Regions from separate parts of the Mus musculus genome. Here region 2 is linked to region 1. A link is a contact called in public promoter capture Hi-C data. All regions are on one chromosome and are shown on one strand. The core of a region is the stretch at or near the end of the contact, and the rest is flanking DNA. Distances in the headings are between cores, read along the strand shown. Region 1 holds the start of Pycr1 (pyrroline-5-carboxylate reductase 1). Region 2 overlaps Ccdc57 (coiled-coil domain containing 57).

The links. Promoter capture Hi-C pulls out the DNA fragments that hold promoters and counts their contacts.
Region 2: a contact with region 1 is called in a promoter capture Hi-C map of liver, with 2.3 times the contacts expected there. The contact joins the enhancer-like site here to the promoter of Pycr1 in region 1. A contact is called at or near these places in 3 of 39 promoter capture datasets (cranial neural crest and liver), 2 of 484 Hi-C or Micro-C datasets (the G1E-ER4 cell line and embryonic stem cells), 1 of 115 datasets of contacts at active chromatin or transcription factors (pancreatic cancer cells) and 2 of 9 other capture datasets (liver and pancreatic islet).

Annotation. Positions count from the first base shown.
Region 1 is chr11:120,641,423-120,645,869 of GRCm38.p6, reverse strand. Pycr1 (pyrroline-5-carboxylate reductase 1) reads left to right here and starts at 2,122. Exons shown (of 8, transcript NM_001348222.2): 1 at 2,122-2,190; 2 at 2,583-2,711; 3 at 2,908-2,978; 4 at 3,576-3,755; 5 at 3,999-4,220; 6 at 4,349-4,441. The coding sequence starts at 2,645.
Region 2 is chr11:120,900,804-120,905,250 of GRCm38.p6, reverse strand. It overlaps Ccdc57 (coiled-coil domain containing 57), which reads left to right. Exons shown (of 19, transcript NM_027745.1): 4 at 1,166-1,267; 5 at 1,571-1,728; 6 at 1,861-1,935; 7 at 3,176-3,376. Among named protein-coding and RNA genes, the nearest start is that of A430102A20Rik, 30 kb to the left of the region's middle. Within about 2 kb of position 2,605, at least 65 of the 459 cell types and tissues checked have an H3K27ac peak or open chromatin away from gene starts, as enhancers often do. A contact at or near this core is called in the G1E-ER4 cell line, liver and pancreatic islet, where this site is marked.

The DNA of each region.
Region 1 (4,447 bases), core at 873-3,372:
CTTTGAGTTCTGGAAGACAGCTGAGGCTGGGCCTTGTCTGAGCCTTCTGAAAAAGGGGACGGGTTAGGGTGGCTCAGAAGGCCAAATGCAAAGAAAGAAGGTCAGTGTTAGCTTAGTCTCTTCTCTCCTCGAGGCTCCCAAAGCCCCACACTGTGGTCTTCAGGGCCCAGACCATAGGCAGAGGGGCCGCTGCACTCTCTGGGCAGTAGAATTGAGAACATTAAGACCTTAGGCTCTGAGTCTGGCCTTGTGGGGTACTGTGTGGGCTCTTGCAGCTGGCCAGCTGGCCAGGGCACACAGCCAACAAGTGAGTTAGGGCCAGTGTCTTTTACTGGGATGGGCAGACATAGGCAGCGTTTGAGTCTGCAGGTTTTCTGGGTAATGAAAATGTTACACATCAGAAGACCAGGATGTCAGGGACTGTGTCAGCCATCTTCATCCTGCCTAGAGAGGGACCCGACTGCTTCTATTTATTTATTAGTATTATACATGTATGATGTAGGTGTGATGGGGACATCAGAGTGCATATGTACAGGCCAGAAGACCACGCTGTACACTTAGTTTATTTCTTCTACCTTACATGGGTTTGGGACAACCAATTCAGTCAAGTTGTTAGACTTTTGAAGCAAGCTGTCTTCCCCACCACGAAGCCATGACACCCGCCTTCTGTTTTTCCTTTTTCTTTTATTCCGCCTGGAGACAAGGGTTTCACAGTGTAGTTTAAAATGGCCTCCCACTGGGCATCCTCCTGCTTCGACTTCCCCAGAGGTGGGATTACTGATGTATTATACCTCACCGAGTTTTGACTGATTTTTTTGAGGGGTGTCCCTTTTATTCTGTTACCAGCCAAAACTCTGAACTCTAGCATGTTCGCTAAGTCCCCAGCATCCTCACTGTTCAGTAGCTTTCTGCCCTCAGCATCACATCCAACCTAAATTTCAGAGGTGCTAGAGAAGGCAGGGGAAGTGAGAGCTAAGACTCAAGAAGAAAATGGGAGAAGGTTTCTGGGGCTCCCTAGATGACAGAACTGTCTTTCTTTGTTTTAGGAGTGATGTTTATTATCACTTGGAGAAAAGCATACATTTAAAAAATTTAGTTTATTTTAAGTGTTTTGCTTGCATGTACGCATGCTCACCTTTGCATACCTGGTGACTGAGGGGTTCAGAGGCAGTGTTAGATCCCTAGAGAGGAATTCTGGATAGTTAGCTGCCATGTGGGTACTGGGAACAGATTCCAGGGCCTCTGCAAGAATAACATGCTCTTAAGCACTGAGGATTCTCTCTAGTCCTGGGAAGCATCTCAAGTTGGGAGCTGAGTTTGGGAAACTGAACTTCTAGGCTTTGTGCATAGACTTGAGCTGTCAACTTGGCACAGCTCTTCTTCTCCAGCTCTTCTCTTTTTAGAGGTTGAGTATTGAACTAGCCATCCACACAGTGAACACTATCACCACAGAGCAGTCTCCTCGTTTGGGTGGTGGTCATTAGGGCCAAGAAGAAGGGATGGAAATTCCTTCCCCAAATCTTGCAGGCTGGAAACTTCCTAGTGATTTAAAATTTACTTTTCTAAAGCAACTTGTCTTTATCTAAGGAAACAAACAAAACAGAAAAAAAAAAAAATAAGCAAGCCACCTCTAAGGGAGTTGGGGAGTGGGGTGAGGTGGGAAGGTGAGGGGTAGGCACTGGAATCAAATGTACTTTAGCAGAGTGTGAACTCAGACTGCTCTGCAGCTTCAAGACCAGCAGATGGGCCTGAAACTCCTCTAAGAGGTTGCGGATGCCCAGAGTACAATATCTCTAAAACCCTTAGTTGGAGAGCTGAGGTACTGTAGGATGGAGGTGGTTTGGGAAGTTAACGGGCCTGTGGCTGCAGAAGGTACCTAGCTTTCAAAAACAAAAACAACACTTGCAAAAAGACAACAGAGGAGGGACCCGTGGCTTTTGTGAATACTGACTTGTATTCGCAACTACTGCTCACCTCAGGGAGGGAGCAAGGAGGAGCGTCTGTCCCTGCCCTGTGTATGATGCAATGCACAAGGCTCCAGCTGCAGCTCTGGATTGGCTAGCTCTCTCACAGGGCGCACAGCTCATTGGCTGAAATGAAGTGAGGGCGGGGCCGGTGGGCGCGGGTGCCGCGTGGCGAATGCAAGAAGGGCTGGGCTGTCTGTTGTGTGTGTACCCGAATATCCACGCTGTGGGTAGCGGGACTTGGGGCTTCGGGGATGGAACTCCTGGAATGAAGGCTTAGGGGCTGGGGCTTCTGGGAAATAAGCTGGAGACTTGGATGTTGAGGGTTCGCTGGATTCCTGACCCTCCCCTTCAATCAATCTCTTTCCTTTTGGCTCCCTGAGCCCTTTGCAGAAGGCTCAGAACCTTCAGCTGCAGACCAGGCATCCTGGCTCTGGGCGGCGGGTGGTAGTGGTACGGGGTGTCGGGGTACCTGGGACAACTTCCCAACCCGGCCAGCCGAGGAGCAACATAGAAATTAAGCAGGCTGGGGTGGGGGTTGGGGAGCACCTGGCTGCTAGGAACGGCCAGACTTGGTATTACCCACCCGACGTCTCTCTTTCCGTCCTGTCGGTACAGTTCTCTGCTGCCCTACAGAGCCGGCGTCAGCTGTGAAAGTTGTGGGTCGTGGACCTCCAGACATGAGCGTAGGCTTCATCGGGGCAGGGCAGCTAGCCTTTGCTCTAGCCAAGGGCTTCACAGCTGCAGGTAGTAAATTCTGCTGCTGCCAGGGAGGGTGCTAGCGTGGAGTGTCTGTGTTAGTGGCCTCAGTCCTTTGGGAAATGACAGCTGCCATATGTTTGGGGTTGCTTCCCTAAAGGAGGTGAAGGATGCTTCAGCTGTCTCCCTCATAGGAGCTGAGAGGCTAGAACTAGCTTTGAGGGAGGAATTCTGTCCCCTACAGGTGTTCTGGCTGCACACAAGATAATGGCCAGCTCCCCAGACATGGACCAAGCTACGGTCTCGGCCCTCCGGGTAGGTGCCAGGTGAAAGCAGATTGAAAGCCTGAAGCTCTTTAGAGTTGGGTCTAGGGTTAGTTTTGCTGCACACCTGACTCCAGTAGGAGACACAAATCTGCCATTGGGAACCCGCAGGTACTGCTCCCCTGCCCTGTCGTGAATACAGCTGGTAGGAGAGAGTGCTAGTCTGGAATGGGGTTACCTAGATGGGGGTTATGGAGGCCTCCGGAAGGCCAGGCAGCATGGAGATCAAACAGTTGGCTAGGGTGATGATGATGGATGACACAGTTTCTGTTTGGTATGGCTCAGCCAGGATTTTCAGGCTAAGGATTGGGGGATGGGGGGCCAGGCTCCCAGCTTGAGACCACCACCCACATCTGGAAGGCAGGCAGCTGCAGAGACTGCTGCCCGAGGTGGGCTGGGCTGGGCTGGGCTGTGGTTTAGAAGTCTGTGATGTCCCTTTTCTACTTCAAAGGGGACCTATTCCAGGGCATAGTGCCTTTCCCATCTCACCCAGCAGCCTCTGGGCCTCACTACACACAGGGCTCTCAGCTTTGTGGGCAGATAGATGGCCCATGAGGCAAGCTGGGTCTCCTTGCACCCCTCCCTGCAGAAGATAGGGGTGAACCTGACACCCCACAACAAAGAGACTGTGCGCCACAGTGATGTGCTCTTCCTGGCTGTGAAGCCACACATCATCCCCTTCATCCTGGATGAAATTGGGGCGAACATTGAGGACAGGCACATTGTGGTGTCTTGTGCGGCAGGGGTCACCATCAACTCCATCGAAAAGGTGGGTGCCACGGGCCAGATAAATAGCGCTGCAGAGGGGGTGTGCAGCATGTGGTCAGGATCTCTGCTCTTGGTGTCCGGCTTCTGTACCTGTGCACAGGGTGTAGCAGCCCAGCCTGCAGCAAGAACTCAGGAAGTGCTCCATAGGGGAAGCACATCCATGCTCACTTCCATACCTGGGATGAGGACAAACGGCTACCACCCACCACAGGAATGATAGAGCTGGTTTCTCTTCCTCTTCCAGAAGCTGACAGCGTTCCAACCTGCCCCCAAAGTCATCCGATGTATGACTAACACCCCGGTCGTGGTACGGGAGGGGGTCACTGTGTATGCCACAGGTACTCACGCTCAGGTGGAAGATGGCAGGCTTGTGGAGCAGCTCATGGGCAGCGTGGGCTTCTGCACAGAGGTGGAGGAAGATCTGATCGATGCTGTCACAGGGCTCAGTGGCAGCGGCCCTGCCTATGTGAGCACTGGAGCGATGGGTGGTCGGGGCTGTGGGCAGTTCCCAGGGGCTCTGTGTGCCTCTGTCTCTGCTGCACCCTGCTCTGGGTCCCAGAGAGGAGGCTGAGGATGCAATCTCCCTGCACGCAGGCTTTCACAGCCCTGGATGCTCTGGCTGACGGTGGTGTGAAAATGGGGCTTCCCAGACGCCTGGCAGTCCGCCTCGGGGCCCAGGCCCTCCTGGTCAGT
Region 2 (4,447 bases), core at 1,356-3,855, 260 kb before region 1:
CCCTTCTCCTCTCTTCTCCTTTCCTTTCCTTTTTCCCTCCCTCCCTCCCTCCCTCCCTCCCTCCCTCCCTTCCTTCCTTTCTTTCTTCTTTCCTTCCTTTTGTCTTTCATTTGTCCCTATGCTTGGAATAGAACCCAAGGCACCACACATAACAGGCAAGCATTCAGCCATGATTTTATAATTATAGTAATGATTTTAATATTCTAATTCCAATAAGGGTCACTCACGTGACTATATATTTCACATTTACCTTTCAAGGGATTGAAAAAGTGAAATATAACTTCTAGTTGTGCTTTCTGCAGTTTCCTGAGCCAGAAAGTGAGACCTGTTGCTGCAGAACTCACACAGTGCACCTGTCTACCAGGGCTGGATGGTGCTTCATGGGGTAAGGGTGGGGACAACTCCCTCAGAGCTGCATCTGTCCTCCCTCAGTCTGTCCTTCAGGGCTGGAGTCTGGTGGAGGGCAGGGCAGGGCAGGGCCCAGGACTAGGGCTGGCATATGTGCCTGAGCACTCAGTCCTTCCAGGGGCTCTGGCTCTGTGCTGATCAAAAATGAGATTAAGTACCTGGCCCCAGAAATATAGAAATTAGGTTTTTTGGCTTGCTAGTAACTGGAGGATCCAAACTCTCGTATCAACCGAGGACCCCGTGGCAGACCTCATCATGTCAGAAATGAGAAGGAAGTTTGCAGAAGGGAATATATGCTAGCCTGACAGCAATGGCTGCAACCTGGGTGCTCACCGAACTGCAAGAGTTACAGTCATCCCTCAGAGAGAGGCTTCTTAAAATGGTTTCATCTATGACCCCATTTTACCTGAGAATTTTTGTTGTTCTGTCGTTGGTTGGTTGGTTGGTTTTGTTTGTTTTTCGAGACAGGGTTTCTCTGTGTAGCCTTGGCTGTCCTAGAACTCACTCTGTAGACCAGGCTGGCCTCAAACTCAGAAATCCGCTTGCCTCTGCCTCCTGAGTGCTGGGATTAAAAGCGTGTATAGATGTACAGATATTGAAGAGTGGTGGTAGGGAAATAGAGGTAAGCAGTTTATCTGTAGAACAGAAAACTTTGTTTGTAGTATAAAACCGTGATTCACACTGTGTGTCAGTCTCACACCTAAGCTGAGGCCTTGGCGGCAGCCACTCTCCTTCACTCCTGGCTCTTTTGTCCCAGGAGCTGCTGCTGGAGTTTGAATCTAAAATGCAGAGAAGAGAGCATGAGTTCCAGCTGAGGGCTGACGACATGAGCAACGTAGTCCTGACACATGAGCTCAAGGTAACTGGCTGGCCCTGGGCTTCGAATCACCATTGCAACTTTAATTACCCAGTGCTGCAGAATACCATGCTGTTCCTTTGTTAGTCAGTCAGTCAGTCAGTCAGTCTGTCTGTTTGTTTGTTTGTTTGTTGAGACAGGGTTTCTCTGTGTAGTCCCGTCTATCTTGGAACTCACTCTGTAGACCAGGCTGGCCTTGAACTTAGAGCTCCGCCTGCCTGTGCCTGCCGAGCGCTGGGACCACGCCAGGCTTCACACTGTTCCTTTTACCCATCTCCTCTCCTGGAACTTTTCAATCTTTCTCAGATAAAACTACTAAACAAAGAGCTGCAAGCTCTGAGAGACGCTGGAGCACGGGCAGCAGAGAGTCTGCAGAAGGCAGAAGCAGAACACGTGGAATTAGAGAGGAAGCTGCAGGAGCGTGCCCGGGAACTCCAGGATCTGGAGGCCGTGAAGGACGCTCGGTGCGTAGGTTCTGTTCTCCAGGCATTGTGGCCGTAAGGACTAGATCTGGTGGCGTTGCCTTCCTGGCATCTTTCCGTTCTACTCTTTGATCTCTTACGTAACTGCTCTTTACTGATACGGTTTCTGTTTAGGATAAAGGGCTTGGAGAAGAAGCTTTACTCGGCACAGCTGGCCAAGAAGAAAGCTGAGGAGACTTTCAGGAGGAAGTGCGTATTTCTGCCTGGGTGGTGCCACTGGAAAAGAGTCTAGATCTTGCTTACTGGAGACAAGAGCCCTGTGGCAGGTGGGCGGGCAGCCTGAGCTGGGACGCTGCTGTGGCTGGCACCATGCTCTCCTTCCTCAGAGAGGGTTAGGCATCCGGTGTCTCCAAGCTTAAACTTTTTAAGGACCAAGAGTCCAATTCAGGTCATTGATAAAACACAAACTAAGAATGTTGAAAACTCTGGATTTAGTCTCCAGTGTCTAAAACAGGCTTTTAAAAATATAACCTTAGTTAAATTTTAACTTTTATGGGTAAATGAGATGGCTTTGTGGATAAAGTCACTTGTCACCATAGCTGGTGACCTGAGTTCCATCCCTGGAACCCATGTGGTAAAAGGAGAGAACTGACTCCACACATATGCCTCCATACTAGGTAAATAAGTATTTAAAAATTAAGCGTTAACATTTAGACCTTGGCTGTCTTACTAGCTAGTGTATAAGTTTTAGACGATCGCCTCAAGCTTTGCCATGCTGATGTCCCCCTACTATTGCTGATGTAGACTCTGGATTCTGTCCCTCTGACTGCAGCAGGCTCTTCACGTTGCCAGGTCTGGGACACCCAGGAAGTGGTGGTGTGCTGCCTCAAGGCGGAGCTTCAGCCATGCAGTTAAAGCATTGCTCCTCCCCCCAGTACTGCAGGGTTCGGGAGGTGCTGGGACAGTAAGGAGTCGGTCAACGAGGAGTGGGGCGGGGATGCCAGCTGGAAGCTCAGTGTGGACTCAGCAAGACGCATTTACTCTCTCTTCTAAAGGGAACAGTAACTGTAGCTACCACACACCACACACTCAGGCTGCCCAGTTACACTTGGGAGGGGAAGAAATTTTCTCTTGTGTTTTCTCATGCCACTATTTGTGCAGTACGGACAAACTGATACACTAAGGGAGTGCTCAGGAGTCTGCCCATCTGAGAGGCAGGTGGCATCTGTTTTCCATGGCTGGTCAAGCGTAGGTTGTTAGGAGTGTTTTGTGAATCTGCTTTGGTATCTGTGTGAGCTTTGGGGGCCTCCGAGAGCCCGGCACCTAAGAAGATCTGCTTACATGGGAAGAGCTAGCGCGCCCACAAGTTACTCCTGCAGAGTCAGCCATCTTGTCAGGGACAGCTGTAGTGTAAGAAAAGGATGGCAAACACTTTGGAAGGTTCCAGGGCACTGAGTGAGCCACCGCGGGACCCTCCCCTGTGTTTCAGACATGAAGAGCTTGACCGTCAAGCCAGGGAGAAAGACACAGTGCTGGCGGCAGTGAAGCGCGCCCATGCAGAGGAGCTGCAGACGCTGGACGCCAAGGTGCTGGAGCTTCAGTTCCTCTGTGAAACCCTGGAGGGACAACTGCGCAGGGCTGAGTGCACAAGAGCAGAGGACGCCAAGGAGAAGAACGCCCTTACTGACAAGTGAGCTGCTGCCTCTGGCCGGCCCAGCCCAACAGCCTCGTGTGCCTGTGTCCAAGGCAGAGGCAGATGTGGGCCATTTTAGAATGGAATTTTGCAAGCAGTGGGTAGGGGCTTTCTGCCCACCCCCGACCCCCTGACCCCGCTGCCATTTCTAGTAATGTTTTCTTTTTAATTATATAGTTTTATATTTATGCTTACTTGTGATAAGTGTATTTAACAAAGTTAACCTATTGCCTTCACTTTTTGTTTTTCTGAGACAAAGCCTCATTTGTGCAAACCTGGCCCAGAACTTGTTCTATGACCTTGGATAGCCTCGGATTTATAATCCGTGTGCCTCCACCTCCCAAGTGTTGGGACTGCAAGCATGTGTCACTATAGCTCCCCCCCCCACCCCCCCGCCCCTGGACTTATTTTTCCTGCCTCAACTTCCTAAGTGCTGCTGGGGTTATAGGTATGTAGCACTGGCATCAGGATACGGCAAATGCAGTTTCATCTGTCCGTCTGCAGTGCTCGTCCCATTTGGATCCAGGTGCCACTCCTGCCCCAGTCTCCCAGCAGCCTTCAGTCGGCACTGCCTGTCAGTTTGCTAACTCTAGGAGCAACACACAAATTGGAATCTTCTGGCACTTGCCCTTATATGTCTGGCCTGTCACAGAGAGACTCAAGTTCTCAAGGGTCATCCACATTCATAGGATGACATTTTCTTTTAAACTGTGACTGTGTCAAAATATACACCTCTGGACCTCCAGAAGCCATGGAGGCCTTCTTTGCCAGCTAGCCCAGCATAGTCAGTGAGCCGTAGGTCCCAGGGAGAGCCTTATCTCAAGGCAGATGGCCACTGAGGATCTCGACCCAGGGTTGACCTCTGACCTGTGCAATGCACCCACACCACACATGTCCTCCTTCACACTCTTGCACATGCATACACACAAGAATACCATGCCTAACAAGAGTTAACTATTTTAGTATTGAGCTATGGAGGGCAGTGGCTTGTTAAGTCAAACTTTGTGTCTTTAAGGCTGATATCCCAGTGTGAACAGGCCACAGTCTTTTATCTGCTCTGTACACATG